7 separate regions of the Mus musculus genome follow, and all the other regions are linked to region 6. Evidence: chromatin contacts called from public HiCAR-type and promoter capture Hi-C data. All regions are on one chromosome and are shown on one strand. The core of a region is the stretch at or near the end of the contact, and the rest is flanking DNA. Distances in the headings are between cores, read along the strand shown. Region 1 holds the start of Bst2 (bone marrow stromal cell antigen 2). Region 2 holds the start of Slc27a1 (solute carrier family 27 (fatty acid transporter), member 1). Region 3 holds the start of Gtpbp3 (GTP binding protein 3). Region 4 holds the start of Ushbp1 (USH1 protein network component harmonin binding protein 1). Region 5 holds the start of Myo9b (myosin IXb). Region 6 holds the start of Zfp963 (zinc finger protein 963). Region 7 holds the start of Jak3 (Janus kinase 3).

The links. Promoter capture Hi-C pulls out the DNA fragments that hold promoters and counts their contacts. HiCAR-type assays count read pairs that join an accessible place to other places.
Region 1: a promoter capture Hi-C map of liver shows a contact between it and region 6, with 6 times the contacts expected there. The contact joins the promoter of Bst2 here to the promoter of Zfp963 in region 6. A contact is called at or near these places in 3 of 39 promoter capture datasets (liver and pre-B cells).
Region 2: a HiCAR-type map of astrocytes shows a contact between it and region 6, with 2.6 times the contacts expected there. The contact joins the promoter of Slc27a1 here to the promoter of Zfp963 in region 6.
Region 3: a promoter capture Hi-C map of pre-B cells shows a contact between it and region 6, with 4 times the contacts expected there. The contact joins the promoter of Gtpbp3 here to the promoter of Zfp963 in region 6. A contact is called at or near these places in 4 of 39 promoter capture datasets (hippocampal neurons, liver, neutrophils and 1 more) and 1 of 115 datasets of contacts at active chromatin or transcription factors (pancreatic cancer cells).
Region 4: a contact with region 6 is called in a promoter capture Hi-C map of neutrophils, with 4 times the contacts expected there. The contact joins the promoter of Ushbp1 here to the promoter of Zfp963 in region 6. A contact is called at or near these places in 4 of 39 promoter capture datasets (cranial neural crest, liver, neutrophils and 1 more), 1 of 115 datasets of contacts at active chromatin or transcription factors (microglia) and 1 of 9 other capture datasets (adipose tissue).
Region 5: a promoter capture Hi-C map of pre-B cells shows a contact between it and region 6, with 5 times the contacts expected there. The contact joins the promoter of Myo9b here to the promoter of Zfp963 in region 6. A contact is called at or near these places in 3 of 39 promoter capture datasets (liver and pre-B cells).
Region 7: a contact with region 6 is called in a promoter capture Hi-C map of liver, with 5 times the contacts expected there. The contact joins the promoter of Jak3 here to the promoter of Zfp963 in region 6. A contact is called at or near these places in 3 of 39 promoter capture datasets (hippocampal neurons and liver).

The regions. Positions count from the first base shown.
Region 1 is chr8:71,536,025-71,538,731 of GRCm38.p6, reverse strand. It overlaps Bst2 (bone marrow stromal cell antigen 2), which reads left to right and starts at 1,260. Exons shown (of 5, transcript NM_198095.3): 1 at 1,260-1,604; 2 at 2,298-2,373. The coding sequence starts at 1,305.
Region 2 is chr8:71,569,278-71,572,228 of GRCm38.p6, reverse strand. Slc27a1 (solute carrier family 27 (fatty acid transporter), member 1) reads right to left here and starts at 1,635. Exons shown (of 12, transcript NM_001357182.1): 1 at 1,341-1,635. The coding sequence starts at 1,507.
Region 3 is chr8:71,487,173-71,490,136 of GRCm38.p6, reverse strand. Gtpbp3 (GTP binding protein 3) reads right to left here and starts at 1,409. Exons shown (of 9, transcript NM_032544.4): 1 at 1,297-1,409; 2 at 819-1,066; 3 at 623-709. The coding sequence starts at 1,349.
Region 4 is chr8:71,394,520-71,397,420 of GRCm38.p6, reverse strand. It overlaps Ushbp1 (USH1 protein network component harmonin binding protein 1), which reads left to right and starts at 1,620. Exons shown (of 13, transcript NM_181418.3): 1 at 1,620-1,707; 2 at 1,952-2,081; 3 at 2,250-2,371; 4 at 2,611-2,901. The coding sequence starts at 2,028. Babam1 (BRISC and BRCA1 A complex member 1) reads right to left here and starts at 566. Exons shown (of 9, transcript NM_026636.2): 1 at 401-566.
Region 5 is chr8:71,271,281-71,273,980 of GRCm38.p6, reverse strand. It overlaps Myo9b (myosin IXb), which reads right to left and starts at 1,267. Exons shown (of 40, transcript NM_001142322.1): 1 at 1,152-1,267. It overlaps Haus8 (4HAUS augmin-like complex, subunit 8), which reads left to right and starts at 1,391. Exons shown (of 11, transcript NM_001163042.1): 1 at 1,391-1,697. The coding sequence starts at 1,669.
Region 6 is chr8:69,748,406-69,751,326 of GRCm38.p6, reverse strand. It overlaps Zfp963 (zinc finger protein 963), which reads left to right and starts at 1,365. Exons shown (of 4, transcript NM_001200023.1): 1 at 1,365-1,495. The coding sequence starts at 1,493.
Region 7 is chr8:71,674,974-71,677,916 of GRCm38.p6, reverse strand. It overlaps Jak3 (Janus kinase 3), which reads right to left and starts at 1,534. Exons shown (of 25, transcript NM_010589.6): 1 at 1,334-1,534.

The sequences.
Region 1 (2,707 bases), core at 11-2,510, 1.8 Mb before region 6:
TTCTAGATCTTGCTCCCTTTACCCTCTTCCTCCTCTCTCCCCATTCCCCTCCCACCTCTCTCTCTACCTGTTCCCGGCTAGCCTCTACTCCTCTACTCTCTCTCTCTCTCTGCCTTTCTCTGTCTCTACTAGGCCCTCAACTCCCCTCCCCATGCCCTAAATAAACTCTATTCTATACTCTACATCCCATTGTGTGACTGGTACCCTGGGGGCCTCAGCCTGGGCCTGCAGAAGCACCCTCTTCCCCCACACCATACCACACCCCCATCAAACATATCCCTGGCTTCTTTTTCTTTTTATAAAACACAACACCGAGTCCTCCTATGCAAACTGGTCTTCACAAGGACAGAAAACGTAATCTCTCCATATACTAGTGCTTTGGCCACACAGTTTCAGTCCTGAAGAGAACCCCTTGACTGAATGTGGTCTGCCCTATGTGTCCTCAGTAAAGACTCCATAGTGTTTTGAGGTGGGTACCATTCAGGACATTCAGCGGAGCCAGGGAGGATTCCAGAGTAGTGGAGCACACCTGCCATCCCAGCACTCGGGAGGCAGAGACAGAAGGATAGGAAATCAAGGACAACCCCTATGCTAACTCCAGGTCATGCTTCATGTCACTTTTGCCCAAAGCCAGGCCAAGCCCTCTCTGAGTGCCTGGTGCTCACTGAAACACTCCTTTTTTACCCCGTTCACAGAGGTTTTCCCGCAGGCAGGTTTTCCCCGCCAGGTTGCTCCTGATGCCAGGACAAGAGCTGGGAGGCACACTTTGCTACCTGGCCAGGCTTGGTTTCCTGCCCGCTGCTCTGTAGCCACTATTCTCAATATACAGATTCTCAATAGCTCCCACGATCCTTTCGTGAATGGAGACCCCTGACCTCAAACCTTGGCCTTTGGTCTTCAGTCCACAACTGAACCTTGAAGTCTTAGTTCCCCTTCTAGGAGACCAAACCGACAACCGGCCTGTCTCTGCCTCCCAAGTGCTGGGGTTAAAGGCGTGCGCCACCACCGCCCGGCGGACAGCCACTGTTAAGTCGAGTCCCAAGCCCACAGGCACCAGGTGACTGGCCAGCGAAGGCCAAGAATTTGAGTTGAATTCCAGAAGTTTCTCTTGCTTCTAGGGGCATTCCAGGAAAATGAAACTGAAAGGCTGCAGTTTCTCCACTAGCAGTTTGCAACCCGGCGGCTCTAGAATTGCGTTGGACTCCTGAAGTTGCTATTTGCTAGAAGCAGTGGTGGGGCGGGGTTATGCTAATAAGGGCGTGGCCTGGAAAGGGTTCCTGAGCCCTCTAGGATCGACGGATCACATGGCGCCCTCTTTCTATCACTATCTGCCCGTGCCCATGGATGAGATGGGGGGGAAGCAAGGATGGGGCAGCCACCGGCAGTGGCTGGGGGCCGCGATCTTGGTGGTCCTGTTCGGGGTTACCTTAGTCATCCTGACAATCTACTTCGCCGTCACAGCGAACAGCGTGGCCTGTAGAGACGGGTTGCGAGCGCAGGCTGAGTGCCGGAACACCACGCACCTGTTGCAGCGCCAGCTCACCCGCACCCAGGACAGTCTGCTGCAGGCCGAGACACAGGCAAACTCCTGCAACCTGACCGTGGTAAGCCTGGAATCCGTCCCCTCCAGTGGCTTTGAAACAGCCAAGCAAGTCCCCCACCCCCACCTCGAAGGCCAGCTACTAAAGACTGAAATCCTGGGAGACCTTAGAACTCCCTACAGCTCTGCAATCAGGGGCCTCAGTATCCTCCCTTCCTTTGGTGACTCTCCAAACTTTGTGTAGAGTGCTTGAGTTGGAGAGCTCGAACCTGACTTAGGGACCAGCATTTGGCTTCACTGGGATATCACTCAGCCCTGATTGAATTTTTTGAAACAGGGTCTCCTAAATTGCTCCGGCTGTCCTAAAAGTCACTCTGTAGACCAGGCTGGCCTCAAATGCTGCCTTTCAAGTGCTAGTATTAAAAACATGAGCCACCACACCTAGCAAATTATTGAAACTTTTAATATGTCTCTGAGAGACCTTGTCTGGGAAGCCCGGTTCTGCTGTGTGTTTGTGTAGGAGAATATCTGGAACTTTCTACTAGGGGTTAACTACGAAGAGTTTTCAAACTCCTATGTGGGCACTTAAAATTGCCGTTTTGGAGATTACACCTTGGTAGGACTGGGTGGATACGGAGAGTGTTGGAGGGGAACCTGAAAGGGGCTTTGCTTGAGAAGGTCTCAGATGCCTTTGCCTGGAAGTTTCCTAGGGGCCAGGACAACAGCCAACCCATGTTTGTGCCGCTTTTCTGATCAGGTGACCCTTCAGGAGTCCCTGGAGAAGAAGGTGTCTCAAGCCCTGGAGCAGCAGGCCCGCATCAAGGAGCTTGAGAGTGAGAGGGGGGCAGGGGGAGGGGGAGGTCCAGTGGAGCTGGGAGGGAATAGCTTAGGCCTCCAGGTTGGGACTTGGGGAGAGGTGCTGACCCACATGAAGGGGTGGCAGGGTCATGAGCCCACTGCTTGGAAGTTTGGTTTCTTCCCAGAGACAGACAGAGTGCCAGGGATGAAGGAATAAAGCTTGGGGAGTGGAAGTAGGGGTTTATGTCAGCAGAGAGCAGAGGGTGGGTAGGAAGAACGTTGTCAGGAGGGTGGAGGCCACAGATCTGCTGGGTTTCCCAAGTGTTCTCTAAACTGGTGCTTCTACAGCCCTGCAGAAGGCCTTAGGCT
Region 2 (2,951 bases), core at 386-2,885, 1.8 Mb before region 6:
TTCTAGGTGCTGAGCCATCTCAACAAGTGGACTACACTCATTTTAACACTGCCACTGGCCCGTTAATCCCAGAGCCTGAGGCAGGAGGATCTCAAGTTCCAGACCAGCCTGGGAAAGAAAGACAAGACAGAGGAATGGGGAGAAAGACAAAAAAGAGAAAAGGAAGAAATGGGAAACTGAATTTCATGAAAGCCTGTCTCCCAAGGTAAAGCAAAGACTGAGCCTGGGCTCAGTGGGCAGAATGCAAAAGTCCTGTGCTACACCCTGGCACAGCAGCAACCTCATGTGTCACCCTAGTACAGGGGAGATAAAGGGAGAGGATCGGGAGTTCCAGGACAGCCTGGGCTCCATGAAGAGTTCCAGGCCAGCCTGGGCTACATGAGAGCCCATTTCCCAAAACAAGACCTGGAGTCCTTGGGAGCGACTGTCACTCCTCACAGTGTCATCTCTGACCACATGACTAATTTGCTTCAAATGAAGTTTCTTTGCTTCTTTAGGAGAAGAAAAAACAGAAAGAAAGAGAGAAAGAAAGAGAGAAAGGAAGAAAGAAAGTCAATCCAGGAAGCAAAGGCAGGTGAGAACCACTAAAAAAAAGAAAAGAAAAAAAGAAAGAAAAAAAGAAAGCTCAGAGCCAGTAAGTCTGTGACCCCCCATTCCACACCATTCTGCTCTGCCCCCACCCCCATAAACCTGTTTCCTCACTCTTAACGATGCCCAGTCTGCCTCCCTGAAGATCTGTGAAGGCACCCAGATGGTCCCACAAGGGTTGACCTGAGACTTTGAATTCCATCAACACTAAGGTTACCCCAGAAGCCTCCATGTTCCCTGCACACCCTGACTCCTCAGAGACGCTGTGCATACACTGTGCATACATAGAGACCGTCCCACCGACCCTGAATAATAGTCAAAGTTCCACACTCACATGTTATCTGAGGGGCCAACACTACAGATTCTTTAGACACCCTAGTCCTGTAGATTCCGCAAGATGCTCCTTCACCCCAAACCTGTTCATTCCAAGAATCTGGACAGTGGGTCACCCCACTAATCCCACAGAAGCCTCTCACAGTCTACACCACGCCACCGGAACCCCTAGTACTCTCAATACCCACCAGCTACCCACTCTAACGGTGGCAAACGACCACCCTAACAATTCCCCCCAGAGTTCTGTCTTCTGCAGGACCCTGCAGAGCCCTCCAGTCAGTCATTCCACCTTCTGGCCCCAGCCCAGACAATAAAACCAAATTCAGGCCATAAGGGGACCCTCACACCACCCTGCAAGACTCTAGCTCGCCCGAGGGCCATGCATCCACGACCCCTAAATTTCAACTCCATCTACTTACAAGAGGTCTCGCCTCGCCGTCTTGCAGACGATACGCAGAAAGCGCCAGCCGCCGCCACCCACGTACACACAGAACGCCGCCGCCGCGCTCCAGGTCCACGGAAGTCCCAGAAACCAAAGCAGCGCCAGTGAGGCCACAGAGGCTGTTCCTGCTCCAGGAGCCCGCATCCTGCGGAGCACACAGCTGAGACCGCAGGTACCGCCTCCCACCTAGTCCTGATCCCGCCCAGGTCACGTCACAGACCCTGGCCGCGTTCTTTTTCCACACTGTAGCCTAAACCCAAACGCTTTTACTACAAGCCTGGCCCCGCCCCCAGCGTGTACCTTAGTATCAGGTCCCGCCCCGCCGCCGCTGAGCTAAGCACCAAGAAAGCCAAATCCAACCAGTTTACTTAACATTGACCGCCTCAAGGCCTGGGATTGGCTACTTCCATATCAATCTTTATCCTCCGCCCATCAAAGCCAGACCTCCCCCCTTCCCCAAGCACTGACCACGTGGCTAGACACCCCCACGGTCAAGCTCCACCCTTGAGCTTCAGCCCTCCAAGCCTGGGGTCGCCTAGTAACCCGCACACACCTAGGCCCTTCGCAGCCAATGGTCCAGGCCATGCCCTAATGTCGCCTCATCCCTCCTCTGTGTCTCAAAATTCACTTGTTATCCTCATGCTTATCCGGCCTCAGAGGCTGGGTGTTCCTACAAGGACAGCCTCCATCATCCCCCTCATCATTAGGCCACGCCCCAACTGAGGCCTCTTTCTCCGCCCACATTGGGAGCCTCAAATCAAAGTCCGGCAACCTGATCGAGGCTCCTCCTCCAGATGAAGGCCTGTGACCCCACCCCCCTAGCTCACAGGTGATCACTCTACCCTCAAATCCCTCCCTACAGGTGAAGCCTTTGACCCCGCCCTCAGCAGTCCCAACATTCCGCCCCCATCCGCACCTCCGCACTGACCCGGGCTACGCGCCAGGTGATGCCTATGGCTCCGCCCACAGGCGCGGGCCCGCCCACAGTCCCGAGACTATCTGGCATTCGGGACCCAGATTCTACCTGAGCCTCCCGCGTTGCCTCCAGGCTTCGACAGTCACTGTTCACAGAGAGGCCCGGTCCGTGCGGCCCACCTAGTCCCGCCCCAAACCTTCCAATCCGCGGCCAAAAGCTCTCAGCCCCTCAACCCGGCTCCGCACCGGCCGACCCCCTTCCGGAAGGCTTAGGCCATCGAGAAGAACCGCGGGCCAGAGAGCCCGCAACCCAACGAGACTCTCAAGCTAGAGCGGCTAGCCCAGGGTACCTACGAGTCTCCACGGCAACCAAGCGGTGAAAACAAGCAGGTGCTGAAGGCGGGGCTATGGCTCCAGGGGTGTGGCTCCGTCCCGCTAAATCCCAGAAAGTCTGCAAGATCCCCATCCCTGCGCCCATGACCCACTCCCGCCCAGCGCCTGCCTGTGCTGGAGCTTGCCTGATCCAGCTTGTCCTAGATCCAAGCCCCGAGGCTTCTCAGCATTCCAGACTCCGAGAAAGTCGAAATTCACACCCGGGGGTGGAGAGAGCTGCAAAGGCAGCTCTTTGAGATAAGGAGCCCCCAAATCCCAATTCTACCTCCCAAACCTTAAC
Region 3 (2,964 bases), core at 160-2,659, 1.7 Mb before region 6:
GTGTGACCACCACACCCCATCTGGGGGATGTAGATATCTCTCTTAGAACCCAGGCCAGCAAGCTGTTGAGGTCACCTGCAGTTGCCCCTCCCCATCAGTGCTGATTACACACGCAGGCCCCAGACTGACAGAGTGCTGGCCATCAGGGGCTTCCTGTGGCAAACTTGTTGGATGAACACACATTAAGTAAAGGTGACACAATTCTTTCTGAAAAGGCAAGACCCTCCCTATCCCCACCACCCAGAAATCACAGAAAGCCTGGTTGTACGCTGGTACATCGTACCAGCTACTCATCAACTCCCTAAATAGGACTTAGCACTTCCTCCAAACAACTACCACCAAACATGCACTTGAGTCTGAGCTTTCCTCAAAGTCCTCCCCATGCTGAAGTCTCTGCGTGTGTGTGTGACACCAGGAAGTCAAAAGACAGCCTGCAGGAATCAATTCTCACCTTTCACCACTCGGGTTCACATTTGGCAACAATCACCTTTACTGGCAGAGTCATCTAGAAGGCCTGGGTTAATATGATACATCTCTTCTCCCAAATGACAATGTGTTTTGCAGTCTATCTCCAATACCTTTTAGTCTCCCCCAGGAACAGTGCCACTCAACAGAGCCTCACCCAATGCCTGCAAGACACCGCTGACCACCGCAGGACCTCCGTGTACGTGAAACTCCACGCAATCCTCACCCGTGAAACTCTGGGGTCCTTGTATGGAAAAAAGCAGAGTTAGGGGATGGGCACGACCCGGGCTGACTCCTGGAGGGGACTGAGACCCGGACACGAGCGCCGTGGGCTCCCGGATCCGGCCCCTCACCTGGGAACCAGAGGACGAGTGAGCGGTCCAGTGGCTCCCCGGAGCACGGGTGGCGGAGAAGGCGCAGGCAGGCTCTGCGGGCAGGAGGCGGCTCCTGGAGCGCCGTGAGGCTGCGGAGCGCGAGCCCGCTAGCTGGACCGCTGGTGCGGATCACTGCGATGGCGCAGCGTCCCTGGCCGGAGCTGAGTGCGAAGATGGTGCTGCTGGGGACTAAGGACTCTGCACTGGTGCTGCAGCGTGCGCACAGCCTGGAGATCGGAAAGGAAACGAGTAAGCGCATCCAGAAACCCGAGCCTCGGGGTGAACATGGACGGAGGGATGGTCGCCCGTTGATGCCCAAGCTGTACGAGCGGTGGCCAGGCGATGGGCTTGGAAAGACACGGCAGCTGCGGGAGGAGGAACGGGGTCTGGAACTTCAGGGGCAAACCTGGGTCCTAAAGCAACGTCTAGCGCGTGACAGCGGGTCCGTGCCACTCACCTGAGGGGCGCCCACGCCGCCTGGGTCACCAGGGCGCTCAGCCCACGCCACATGGATTTCCAATTTTGCAAGCACCTTGGCCGACACTCCCGCAGGGCTTCAAGTTCGGGAAGAAAGTCCTGCCCCTTTGCGGTGTGACTTAGCGGTACGACTCTCAACTACCATTGGATCGCCTATAGGAGGTCCCGCCCTCTATCTATAGATTTTGATTCCTATTGGCTGATCCAAGGGAAACGAAGTTGGGATGCGGGTGTGTACAACGCAAGAGTGTCCCGCGGAAACACAGAGCAAAGTTTTCGGTTCCTAGAGCAACAGGTATCTGACACAATAGTGGGAGGAAGAAAATGCAGGATATATCTCAGCGGTGGTTCGAGCCCTTCTTTTCCTTGTGCCCATTCCGTAGTCTTAGAGAAGCTAAGAAGCTATGTGTGCGCTCCGACTGTAAAGTCCATGAAAGGCAGCGCAGAAGGCACTTGCTGCCAAACTTGACAATCTGAGTTCTATCCCCGGGATCAGCTTAGTGAAGGAGACCAGACTTGTGCAAGTTGTCCTTTCACCATCACGAGGGAGGTGGGGTCGGGGTATTCTACACCCAGTTAGAGACAGAAAACTCAAAGCATCTTAGTGACTGCAGGGGATGAGTTCCGGGAGAAGCCACGCCCTAGGTCAGGGAAAATCTGGTCCAAACTTCTGGGAAGTTTCTTCCTGGCCCTTCTTGTGTCTCTTCACTGATCCCCGCTACCCCATCTTTGCCAGCTGCAGCTCCTGGGCAAGTATCTTTAGCCAGGCGCCATCCCCAGGCAAGGAAGCCTTTCTGGCGGTTCCAGCCCAGCTCCAGCCCTGGCTTCCCCGCCCTCTTCGGGGTCCCGGTTGGCCGCAGGTCCGATGTGTGTTCCGGGATAGGCATCCTGGGGCCTCCAGTTAACTTCGGGTTAACCCGGGACAGCACTGAACTGCGGGGTGAAGGAGCAGGCTCGAATACCAGGTTCTGGGCGGGCGGGGCTTCGCGAGCGCCCTCGCACTGCCAATTCTCTGGTTCTCGACTTGTGCGGGCGGGCGCTCTTTAGTTAGTGCTGCCGGGTACAGTATAGTCTCAAAGCCCTCAGGTTCCCATCTGCCCTACTTTCAGTCTGTGAAACAGGGACAGTGACGTTGTCCATCTCCTGTGGTCCCATCTTTTTTGTTTGTTTGTGTGTTTGTTTTTGTTTTGTTTTTTTCGAGACAGGGTTTCTCTGTGTAGCCCTGGCTGTCCTGGAACTCACTCTGTAGACCAGGCTGGCCTGGAACTCAGAAATCCGCCTGCCTCTGCCTCCCAAGTGCTGGGATTAAAAGCGTGCGCCACCAGTGCCCGGCCCCCGTGGTTCCATCTTAACACGTTTAGAGCAAGTGCTCATTACCTACTAAGTGCTCACAGGACTTCAGGGTGGGCCACTCTGAAGTGGGAAAACATGGGAGATCAGGGCTGTGGGTTTTGGTGCTTGCTTCTAAGTCTGACGACCTGAGTTCAATCCCCTGGACCCACATGGTGGAAAGAATCAGTTTCCACAGGTGTCCGTCCTCTCACCTCCATACACTCGCCAAAGCGCTCCTGCCCACAACAAACAAACATTCTTTAAAAATCTGGTATCAGGCTTAGCTTTGTGGTTGAGCATTTCCCAGCAAGCTGGA
Region 4 (2,901 bases), core at 371-2,870, 1.6 Mb before region 6:
ACCGCCGCACATAGTTTAGGTGGTGCTAGGGACGGATACCCAGGGCCTCATGCAAGCTAGGCAAACTCTTTACCAACTGAGCCACAAGCACTGTTCCAACTGAACTGCTGTTCATCCTTAGCTTTCCGCTGTTTACACAGGACGAACACCCCAGTTGCCTGGTCACTGGGTATTCGACCCATTAAGGCCTCCAGTGGCTCCCACACCTGGGAGACTTGGTTTGTGGAGCCGAAAAGATACAGTTGAAGTTTCCCAAAACTACTTTTCCCCTGAGGCGGCGCCGGTCCGGTCCCTAGGGAAACACAGGAAGCCCAAGTGACCCTGCGATGGATGCGCGGTTTTAGGGGTGGCATCTCGGGACCTCGAATCCCCCACCCCTAAGTCCTCAAGAAGAACGAACCTGGAGCTACAGCAATCCGGGTCGAAGTTAGACCACGGCGACACAAAGCTCACGCGCGTTCACAGTGCCGCAGGTTCCACTCTGTAGCCTGGGCACCGCGGCCAGTCAATCAGGACTCTAGGAAGCCGCCATCTTCCTGGCCGGAAGTTTGTGCGGCGCTGCCGAGACACCTTCTGGGAAATGTAGTTCAGTGGCCCTCGGGACATGGAAGCTGATAGGCTGAGGCGTTCTGGGGGTGTGGCTTGGAGTGGCTGGAATGGGGCTGAAGATGGGTAATACTGGGAGTGGGTGTGATCTGTGGTGGATAGAAGCAAAATTGGGCGTAATTTGTAGTTCCGGTTTAATCACGCTATGGTTCTCAAGGCTTCTGCTGAAATAGGACAGAAGCCTGAGCTGGGCGGGGCCGTTTGATGATTGACGGGGTAGGACTTGGCTTGGACTTGCCAAAGGCCTTCTCAGTTACTTATGTAACTTAGGTTGGCATTCATTCACTAGTACCTTGATGAGGACTGGTGGTGCACACCTGTCATCCCAACACTCCAGAGACCCGGAGACGAAGATCGGGCGTTTAGACCAGGCTGGGCTAAATGAGACGCTGTATAAAAACTAAAATGTAAAGAAAAAGTAAAGAAGGCAGCAGACACACTGTGGACAAGCTTATTGTTGCCAGTGCCTCCAACCGCCTGATGCAGCAGTTCAGACTCATTGAAGAGAAACGTTGTGGGCTACTGAGCAGGTGCAGGCTCTTGCCACCAATCCTGAGGGGCCTGAGTTCGATCTCGGAGACAAGTAGGACCACCACAGACAAAGATGAGTAAAGCAAAGTAATGAAAAATAAAAGCTGTGCAAATGCTGAAGCCAACTCCTACAGTTTTGGTTTTTTTTTGGTTTTAGAAACACACACACACACACACACACACACACACACACACACACACACACACAAAGACCTTCACATTAGAGCGAGTCCTGGTGAACAGGGGACACAAAAAATCCAAAATGAAAATGGAAGGTTTGGCCTCGGGTAAGGGGATACTGATATCTTTAGAGCGGGACAAAGGTCCTGGTCCTCCATCCTCCTCCCGTTCTGGAGGAAGCCGGCATCCTGGAGAAGGAAACGAAACAATAACTGTCCATGTGATCAGGGTAGGGGGGCTTCCTGTTTCCCAGCCCCTCCCGGGCCACTTTTGGCTATCGCAGCCTCAGTAGCCAGTGGCCAGAATGGCTTGAGATATGCCCTGGATCTCAGGCCTTTCCCAAGGTGCTCTGGAGAAGCAGAGAAGAGCGCAGCAGGGTCAACCCCCAGGGTGAGGGAGTTTGATGCTAAGAGCCGTAGGAAGAAAGAGGATTTTAGGGTCCCTACCCAATGCTTCTATGGGGGGTGGGGCACAGATAAGAGAAACGCCTTCAGACAGCTGAGGGGAGAAGAATGCCCAGTAGAGATGGGGGATGGGGGAGTAAGGAACAAGTAGATAGTTAGTGGGCACTATTGGAGAGGTATATGAATATTTAAATGTGTCAATCGGAGTAGACACCCCAAAAATCCTACAGGAAACAAAAAAACAAAAAACAAGGATTCTAAGGTGACGAAGGCAAGAACTGAAAGCAGACTGTAGTGACAGAGGCAATGAGTGCCCGGGCCACACGGCCCCGAAGCCGTCGAGGGAGGCATCCTCTGCCTGTAAGTGTGCCCCTCTTCCTGCCACACTCAGTCCCATGGATCCTGGGAACCCAGGCCTGCTAGGCTCAGAGCCCGTGGTGGTGTAGGGGAGTCCTCCACAGGTGGAGCTGGATATGATGGCCAAGAGACTGTGTGTGTGTGTTGGGGGGAAACGGGGTTCATTCACAGGGGGAGCTAGACCCTGTAGCTGAGAGCTCAGAGGAAGTAGATGCCAACAATGGACGCTTCGAGACTAAACCTGAGCTGCATCAGGAATACCTTGGTCCTGGCCTTCAGAGCCCAAGGAACTGGTAGGATGCATTTAGTATGTACCCTATATTCTAGCCCAACACCCCAACACCCCCCCTGCACAAAGCTGCCTCCTGCCACTCACCTGCCCATTGCCTCTGCTGCCTGCCTCTCTCCTCTTCCTGTTTATCCTCCAGCCATGCCGCTCATTCCCTACTCTACCTTCCTAGCGACCCTAGGGTTAGCCCTCCAGGTCTCTTCTGAGCCTCAGGTGGCTGGGGTTCCCCCACTATCTTCACAGGATCAAGGAGGGTTGTGATGTGGGATCCCATGCGGTTCTATCCTTGAGCCCAGAAGAACAGTGCGAGCCTGAGGTGGAAGCCCACCAGGTCCTGCAAGAAGCCCCCCTGGATAGTGGCCCTGCTGAGATATCAGTACCCAGTGTGTATGAGACCTTGCAGTGCAGGCTGAGCTCCCTTGAGGCAGTTGTAGCTGCCTTGCGCCACCACTCGCTAAGCTTTCCAAAGTCAGTGGAAGCAGAAGACAGAGACCAGGGGGCTCCGGGGCCCTTTGGTGATGAGAAAGAAGACGC
Region 5 (2,700 bases), core at 18-2,517, 1.5 Mb before region 6:
AGCACACAGCAGACAGGGAATACTGGTAAGGGGGGGGGGGGAGAAAGTGATGCCAATCAAAACCAGGCAGCTCCAAGGCCTTGTAGGAGCAGAGAGGCCGGTGACAATAACTTTATAGTTGCTCATGCCACCTCCAGCCATTCCTTGACACCTTAAGATACTGAAGTCTCAAAGACTAGACAATACCCAACAAGGTAAGGAGATACAACCTGAGGGGCTGCTAGGTGGATGTCTTAAAGTGCTGGAAAATGAGCCAAAGAGGCACAAAAGGACTCCCCTATAAAGCCTTGGGAGTTAGGGTCCCTAGAAAAAGAAGGGAGGGTTTGTTGGCAGCTGTGACTCCACGGGGCTGAGATCTCTGCCACCGCTGAGGTATACATTTCCTGTAAGTCATTTAAAAACAAAAAACAAAAAACAAAAAAACGTTTAAGTCCAAGGATGTGACTCTCTTGAGAGAGTGGCTTCCACCCTACCGGCTCCCTTTCTTCTGAAACGCAGTTCGGGTGTCAGAACCCCACCCCCACCCCGCAACCTCCTCTAGAGTCCAGCTACTCTTTTCTTGAGCAGAAAGTGATGTGCCTATCAAAGCAGAGAGAGAACCCAGAGGGCGCTGGGACTCGCCCTGGCGGATCACCCAGCTGTCCGGGAGTGAAGTCAGGAAGAAGATGAATCAAGAGGGGAAGGCGGGGGCGAGTCTCCAGAGGCTGCACCCCGTCATCTCCCTTTCCTCCTCCTCTCCACTCCTCCGGCCCTCTGAGGAACTGTTTTTGCGTGTCTTTCCAGGCCCACTCTTTTAGACGTTCCAGCCCCAACAGTGGGTTGCCACAGACCGTTTCCCATTCTCTGAGAGCCCGGCGCCTCTCTGACACCCTAGGGCTCAGACCGCGAGTGCAGAAGTCCCTTTCCCTAGCACGGCCCCTCGGCTCCGCCTTCCTGGCCTCCCCCGTTTCCTGAGATCCCCCCAGATGCCACCTTAGCCACGTCCTCTCCTCAGCCGCCGCTGAAAGACGCGGTAAGCCCGCCAGTCTCAACCCCCTCAGCGTCCACGCGTCCCCCAGGCCGCATCCTGCCCTCACGTCCCACGACTTCAGGAGCAACCCGGTGCACAACCCCGGCTCGGGTCTCCACTCACGGCCGCCGCGAGAACTTACCTGGACCTCGGGCCGCTGCGCGCCACCGGTCCCCGGCCAGCCTGCCCGCTGCTCCCGGCCGCCCCGCCCCGAAGCGACCAGCCTCGCCCGCCGCTGCACCGTGCGATTTCACTTCCGGGTTCCGGAGGCGCTGAGTGGGCGGGCGCCAACTCGTCGGAGAGGCGGGGCGACTCGAGGTCCCGCCCCATCTAAAGGCGCGCAGCGAACGCCCTCTGCGGTTGGTGCATTCCAGATGCTAAGTGTTCCACAGCTGAGAGGGGCGGGCGCTATGATAGTCACGCCCCTCCCCAGCAGTATTTTAGCCCGCTCAGGTTGGTGCCGGAAGCCCACACGTCTGAGGGACACCTTGGAGCCACGCCCTTTTTCGGCGCTCTTGGCCAGGCTGAACGAACTGTAGCAAGCTTGGAGCCCGCCCCGCGGCTCGCGTGAAGAGAGCACCCTCCGGCTTCCAGCACTACTCCCTGCCTCCTAGCGGGCGGGACCCTGAGACGCTTGCCTTTGAGTGGAAGGCGGGAGAATGGCGGATTCCTCAGAACGGGACGCAGGGTGAGTTGGGATCTCAGAAGGGCGGAATTTAGGGGCTCCTGTGGGTTGGCCAAAGACCAGATCCTGGGCTCACAGGCAGCGGAGCTGGAGAACTGGGATCTTATGAGCCAATGCCCGAATCTCTCCCAGACCAGAAGCCCAGGCTCTGAGCCGCTTCGGTGCGTGCTGGGGAGCTGGGGTCCCAGATGCAGTTCAGAATTGGGGTTGTGCGTGGACTTTGGTGGACATTCTCTCTTTTTCCCCTTGGAGACAGTGGTGTTTTTTGTTTTTTGTTTTGTGTGTGTGTGTGTGTGTGTGTGTGTGTGTGTGTGTGTGTGTATGTGTGTAGCTGATCCGGAGCTCTGTAGACCAGTCTGGCCTTGAATTCACAGAAATCTGCCTGCCAAGTGCTGGGTTCAAAGGCATGTGCCACCACCACCTAGCCTTCCTTTTTTTAAAGGAAAAACGTGACCCTACATGGTAGCACGACTTTAGTCCCAGCACAGACCTTTTCCTAGGCCTCAGGAGCTCTAGGGTTGCTTGTCGCACTCCCCTTTAGCCCTGACTCACTACACCCATGGGTGTTTGCTTAAGAGTCTGAAGGATGAGGGTCACGGGCTATTGTGACTGTATACAGCAAAGGACACTCTGTGAAGGTCAAGTGGGTGAAACAAAGGCTCTTGCCACCAAGCCTCATGATCTTATTTTGATCCATGGGTTTCATATGGTGAAAGTAGATAACTGATGTACTGGCCAGTTTTGTGTCAACTTGACACAGGCTGGAGTTATCACAGAGAAAGGAGCTTCAGTTAGGGAAATGCCTCCATGAGATCCAGCTGTAAGGCATTTTCTCAATTAGGGTCAAGGGAGGAGGTCCCCTTGTGGGTGGTGCCATCTCTGGGATGGTAGTCTTGGGTTCTATAAGAGAGCAGGCTGAGCAAGCCAGGGGAAGCAAGCCAGTAAGGAACATCCCTCCGTGGCCTCTGCATCAGTTCCTGCTTCCTGACCTGCTTGAGTTCCAGTC
Region 6 (2,921 bases), core at 116-2,615:
ATCCCAAGAAGGCAGCAGAATTTGGCCATGATGTCTGTGTGGTTCTGACTTTAGAGTCAAGTCTGTAACTATGGAGAGTGTATGGCAGTGTAGTCCCTGCATGGAAGGTACTGAGAAGCTATTGTGAGTCATTTTGGAATTCAAACCTGGATTTCAGTGGAGATCCTAGAGCCATGAGACATCCGCCAAGGAGAGAATTGTCTTGAGCCTTAGAAGATATTTGGACCTTTAAATAATGTTGAGACTGTGAAAGTCTATGGGGACTTTTGACGGAGAACCAAATGCATTTTGCATTATAGTATGGTCTATGGGGGCCAGGGAGTGGAAGGAGGTGGTTTGAATGAGAATGGCTTCCATAGGCCATGTTTCAGTGTTTGGTCCCCAGTGATGGAACTGTTTGGGAAGAATTGGGTGCAGCCTTGGTGGTGGAGGTGGTCTTCGAGGTTTTAAAAGACTTGTGCCATTCTCAGTGGATTAAGGTGTGAGTCCTCAGCCTGTGGCCAAGCCTTAACAATACCAGCATGGACTGTTACACACTGCACCTCTAAGCCTGGTTAAACTGTTTTATAAGTCACTTCAATCATGAAGTTTTATCATAGCAACAGAAATGTAACTATGTCAGGCAAGTGCCCTTAATCACTGAGCGATCTCTCCAGCTCCTGTTTTTTTTTTTATCAACTCTAATTTTGTCTGTTTGTTTGCATTGGGTATGTTTATTTGTGCAGGCTAGTTTTATGTCAATTTGACACAAGCTTGAGTCATCAGAGTGGGGAGCCTCAATTGAAAATGTCTCCATGAGCTTGGGCTGTAAGCAAGCCTGTGAGGTCATTTTTAAAAATTAGAGATTAATGGGGGGAAAGCCCATTGTGGCTGGGGCCATCCCTGGACTGGTGGTCCTGGGTTCTCTAAGCAGCCGTATTTGCAGACAGTTTGGAGTCACCCGATGTGGGTTCTGGAAATTGAACTTGGGTCCTCTGAAGAGCAGCATGTGCTCTCAACCTCTCAGTATCAACTGGAACCAGAGTGGTCTGACTGGCCTCCTAGGTCTGAGGCACAGGGGCCATTGTATTAGACACTGAGTTGGTAACTGGACTGCTTACGAGAACCATCTGGTACCCTGTTAGACTAGGAAGTGCTTGCCGAGTTCACTGAGACAGCAGGGCCCAGCTCTCCAAGAACAAGAACAAGTTCTGCGTCAATGTAAATTCTCCTGACCATATGCTGGAGTAAAAGGCAGGCAGTCCAGGGCAGAGACTGCCTGGTCATCACTTCAGCTCCTGCTGTCAATCAGCAGTCGCTGGGCGGACCTAGCCAATCAGGGCCTTCAAGCTTACACCACTCAATCAAGAGCGAGGTAGGGCAGTGGGAGGCGGATTTTCTCTGTCCGCCGTGTTGTAGACTGAACTCCGTGGCTCAGGGAGGCCCCGTGGGTGCGTGTGCTGCGCTGTGGCCGCCGCTGTGAGGGGAGCACGGGCAGCTCGGAAGCCGCGACATGGTGAGCGCAGGGCCGCTGTCCCAGGTGGAGAGGAGTGGCAGCTATCGGTAGCTCTTCGCTTGTGCGGCGTTAGGCCCGCTGCGGTTGGCGGCGACTAGGTCGCTGCGGCTGTGTCGCTCCGCCCTTCGGCCGCGTCTGCGCAGAGCTCAGGGCGCCGCAGGGGAGGCCCCGCCCTCCGTGTCGGTGACGTCACGGCCACGAAGTGGTTTTTGTGTTGTACCCTGAGGCTGTTTGCTGAACTCAAGGTCCTGCCGGTTCCCCTGAGTTGTCTTCACATATTGGTGGAGAGTCCACTTTGAAATACTTTTGTGGGAGTTGTAAACTCTTAAGTTTTTGCTTATTTATGCCTATGTTGGATAGTATTTGTGAAGACAATTACTCTCCTGAGTTTAATTTGCTCTTTTAAAAGAACATTGACTATTTTGTGAGGTTCTTTTTTTATACTGTTTTGTAGATAAATTAGTTTCCAAATATTCGTACACTATTATGATCATTAAATTTCTTTGTAAAGATAAAATCTTTTATTTGTGTACTATTTATTTAGAATTGTCTGGAACGTTGAGGGTTTTTTTTCCCCCTTTACATATAAACCTTAGAACGGCTTTCTGCTGTTACACAAGATGTTAGCATTCTTGTTGGGATTGTGTTTTGAATTTATAGTGTAAATTGAGGAAAGCAACATCTTGGTGTTGTCTTCTATTTACTAGGCCAGTGCATATTCTTATTTGATTTTTTTTTTCTTTTTTCTGGACACTGGATCTCTCTGTGTCAGTGGTTCTTTACCTTTCGGTTAAGACAATCAGAAAACACTAATTCCCAATGGCTTTAGGAACTGAGATACTGCTCAGTTACAACATTACAATTATAACATAGCAACAAAAATAATTTTTTGGTTGGGAGTCACCTCAACATGAGGAAATGTATCAAAGGGCCGCAGCGTTAGGAAGGTTTAGAGTGACTGCTCTATGTATTCCTGGCTGTATGGGAATTTGCCATGTAGCTCAGGCTGGCCTTGAGTTCACAGAGATCCCTCGTCTCTGACTCCCAAGTGCTGGAATTAAAGACCTGTGCCACCGTGCCTGGCTTGATTCATTTTTGAAAAAGAAATTTATCTTCATCCAAGGATCTTTGTGAAATTTAGTATATGCTTCTCTTTGTGTCTCCTTTGAGCTGTGGTGCTACATACTCGGGGAAATTGCTAACCATTCAGTTGCTCATTGCTATTATACTGGAAGATGGACTTCTTGTGTTAATCTTGTATTCAAGAAGATTTTTTTAAAAAAGATTTATTTATTATTATAAATAAGCACACTGTTGCTGTCTTCAGACTCACCAGAACACATCCCAGTGGTTGCTGGGATTTGAACTCAGGATCTTCAGAAGAGCAGTTAGTGGTCTTACCCGCTGAGCTATCTCCCCAGCCCCA
Region 7 (2,943 bases), core at 285-2,784, 1.9 Mb before region 6:
CCCATGTCCAACATCTATTTTATGCTCCTCTTTGGTCCTCACAGTAGGGAGGTTCTCTGCAGTGGCCTGTGTGAAAATACACTTCCCACCCTTCAGAGCTGCTGAGGGCAAGGGGTGGGGCCTGGGCCTGAGAGAAAAGGCAGGAAACAGCCCTTCAGCTGCTCAGACCAGTCCTCAAGGCCAGGAAGAAGGCTCACAACCAAGTCCAAACAAAGCTGTGAAAAGGGTATGCTAACTGCATAAATTTGCCCTCTGGCCTCTTCATGTGCACCCCTCCCATGATAAGACAACAAAAGTAGGCATAGCAGCACACACTTTTGACCAGAAAACTCCAGAGGGGGAGGCAGAAGATTAGAAGGCCAAGGCCAAGAAGGGCAGTGGTGGCACACGTCTTTAATCCCAGCACTTGGGAGGCAGAGGCAGGTGGATTCTGAGTTGGAGGCCAGCCTGGTCTACAAAGTGAGTTCCAGGACAGCCAGGGCTACATAGAGAAACCCTGTCTCGAAAAAAGAAAGAGAGAGAGAGAGAAGTCCCAGGCCAGCGCATGAGACTGTATTTTAAAAAATAAAAAAATCTAGCTTGGCGGTGGTGGTGGTGCATGCCTTTAATCCCAGCACTCTGGAGTCAGAGGCATGTGAATCTCTGTGAGTTGGAAGCCAACCTGGGCTACAGAGTGAGTTCCAGGGCTACACAGAGAAACCCTGTCTCAAATCGAGAACTGAAGAAGTCATTAACCTATTACCAGAGGTGGTGGTACACAACTGTCATTATATGTTCAAGGTCAGACCCTGTCTCAAGAAACAAATTAGGGTGACCAACATGGCTTAGGGAGTAAAGACGCGCTTGCCACCTAGCCTGCTGGTCCCCAGGATCCACATGTTAGAAGGCGCGAACCCACTCCTCTGACCTCGGAACATGTGCAACGCACACACACGCAGAATAAAACAGATTAAAATGTTATAGAAGTGTACAAAAATAAAACCATCAACATTGTCTTCCCTGTTCTTTTGCTCCTGGGAAGGCTGCAGGAGGATTGCTATGAGTTTGGGGCTACATAGTGACTTCTAAGCCAGCAGGGCTACGGACGGAGAGCCATCCTCAAAATATAAGACATAAAACAACAAAGCGGACACGAATATTAAAGAAGTATGAGATTATACCAAATGGAAAGTTCAGGCCCTTTACTTCCCCACTCCTAGAACAGGGAGGGTGGGGTTGGGGAGCCCGCCGCGCATGCGCGCTGCTGAGCCGCCAATGCGGTGTCTAGGCAGCGCCCCGCTCCCGCTCCCGCGCCCGCACACCCGCGCCCTGAACCTGTGCCCCGCGCTCCTACCTGCAGCTGTGCCGAGGCAAAGGACAGCCGAGGCTGCGACAGGAAAGTCCCTGCTCCTTCCTGTGCGGCCCCTGAGCTTCCTGGCCGCCGTCATTTACGGAAAGTCAGGGCGCCCTGGGGGCGGGGCGGGGCGGGAAGCCCGGGGGAGACTAGAAACCTGTGCCGCAGGCCACCCTTCTGGGGTGGGAGCTGTGCAGAGACAGAAAGGCTGGGGTGCTGCTGGGGACCTGAGCTTACAGAGCACTCCCCGCCTCGGGCTCCTGTCTTTGCATGTCCTTGGAACAACCTGAGCCAGCCCGGGCAGGGACTTGCTGCGGCTAGAACACATTTCAGGCTTCAGTTTCCACTCCGCCTCCAACCTTTAACCTCCTAAAAGACACACTGCGTAATGTTTAAAAAAAAAAATTACGGGCGGAAAAAAACCAAACCTCTGGGCCTCCAGTCCTAATGAACTAAGAGGGGCCTTCTCCTGGGAAGCCCACCTGCTTGCTGGGCGTGCCCCCACTTCCTCTGAAAACCTCGCCTTTTATTCTGCTCAAAAGCTATGAGATGAGGCTTGCTAGAAGGCTGAGGAGTATACGCTATCGCCACACAAATCGACTTGAGTTCCATCACTGGAACCCACAGGTACAGCTTGGAGGATTCTGAAAAGAACTCCTAGGCCTCAGATGGTGATGGCAGGAGCCCGTTCTCCAGTCCTCCATCCCTGGCTATGCACCCTGGTGCCTCCGTTTACCCATCTGTTGCCAGTGGCAGTGTCTGCTGCATGGGGTAGAACTAAGAGTGATCCTGGGGGAGAGAACTGTGCAGCTGTGCTTCCCTAAAGCATGCCAAGTTCTGTTCTCAGATGCCCCTCCTGGTGGGTGCCTGGGACCCAGAGCATCCACAAGTCCTTTAACACCACACACAGCAGGTCAGGCCTCTGTCTGAGAGAGGATGACGTGAGGAAACAGATGCCAGGAATGGAAACGTGAAGAGATAGCAGGTGTGATGCAGACGATGAGGCAGAAGACTGGCAGAACAAACCAATATGTGCCACACAGCTCACTGGTGGAGCTCCTACCTAGAATCCCCCAGTGAGGGGCTGGGGACACGACTCAGGGGTGGAACATTTGCATAAGCACCAATACCTGAGATTTCATCCCAGTTGCCATGTAAAACAGCTGGATGGAGGTAGGAGTATGGCTGGGTTGTTACTGGCCACCAGCATAGCTCCTTCTCTGGCCCTACCCATGTAGGACACGAAGAAGACACCAACAGGCCATTGTAGCACATGTGTGACAATCCCACCACTCAGGAGGCCAAGGCAGGAGGATTGCTGCCAGTCTGAGCCAAGCCTGGTCCACATAGAAAGTTTCAGACCAGCTCAGACTATACAACTAAACCTTGTCTTACAAAATAAATTTTAAAAAAATTTTAAGAAAAGAAGAAAAAGGCAACTGTTGGGTTCTGTTACAAATAGTTCAAAGCACATGGAACATAGCAATATTTGTGAGAAGCAAGAAGCAGCAAAATAAGGGAATTAAATTTGGGGGGCAATAGGGAGCCTGCAGGGCCTGTCATCCTCCATTCTGTCCTGGAGTGGCCTCACCTCTGCCTTACTGCTGAAA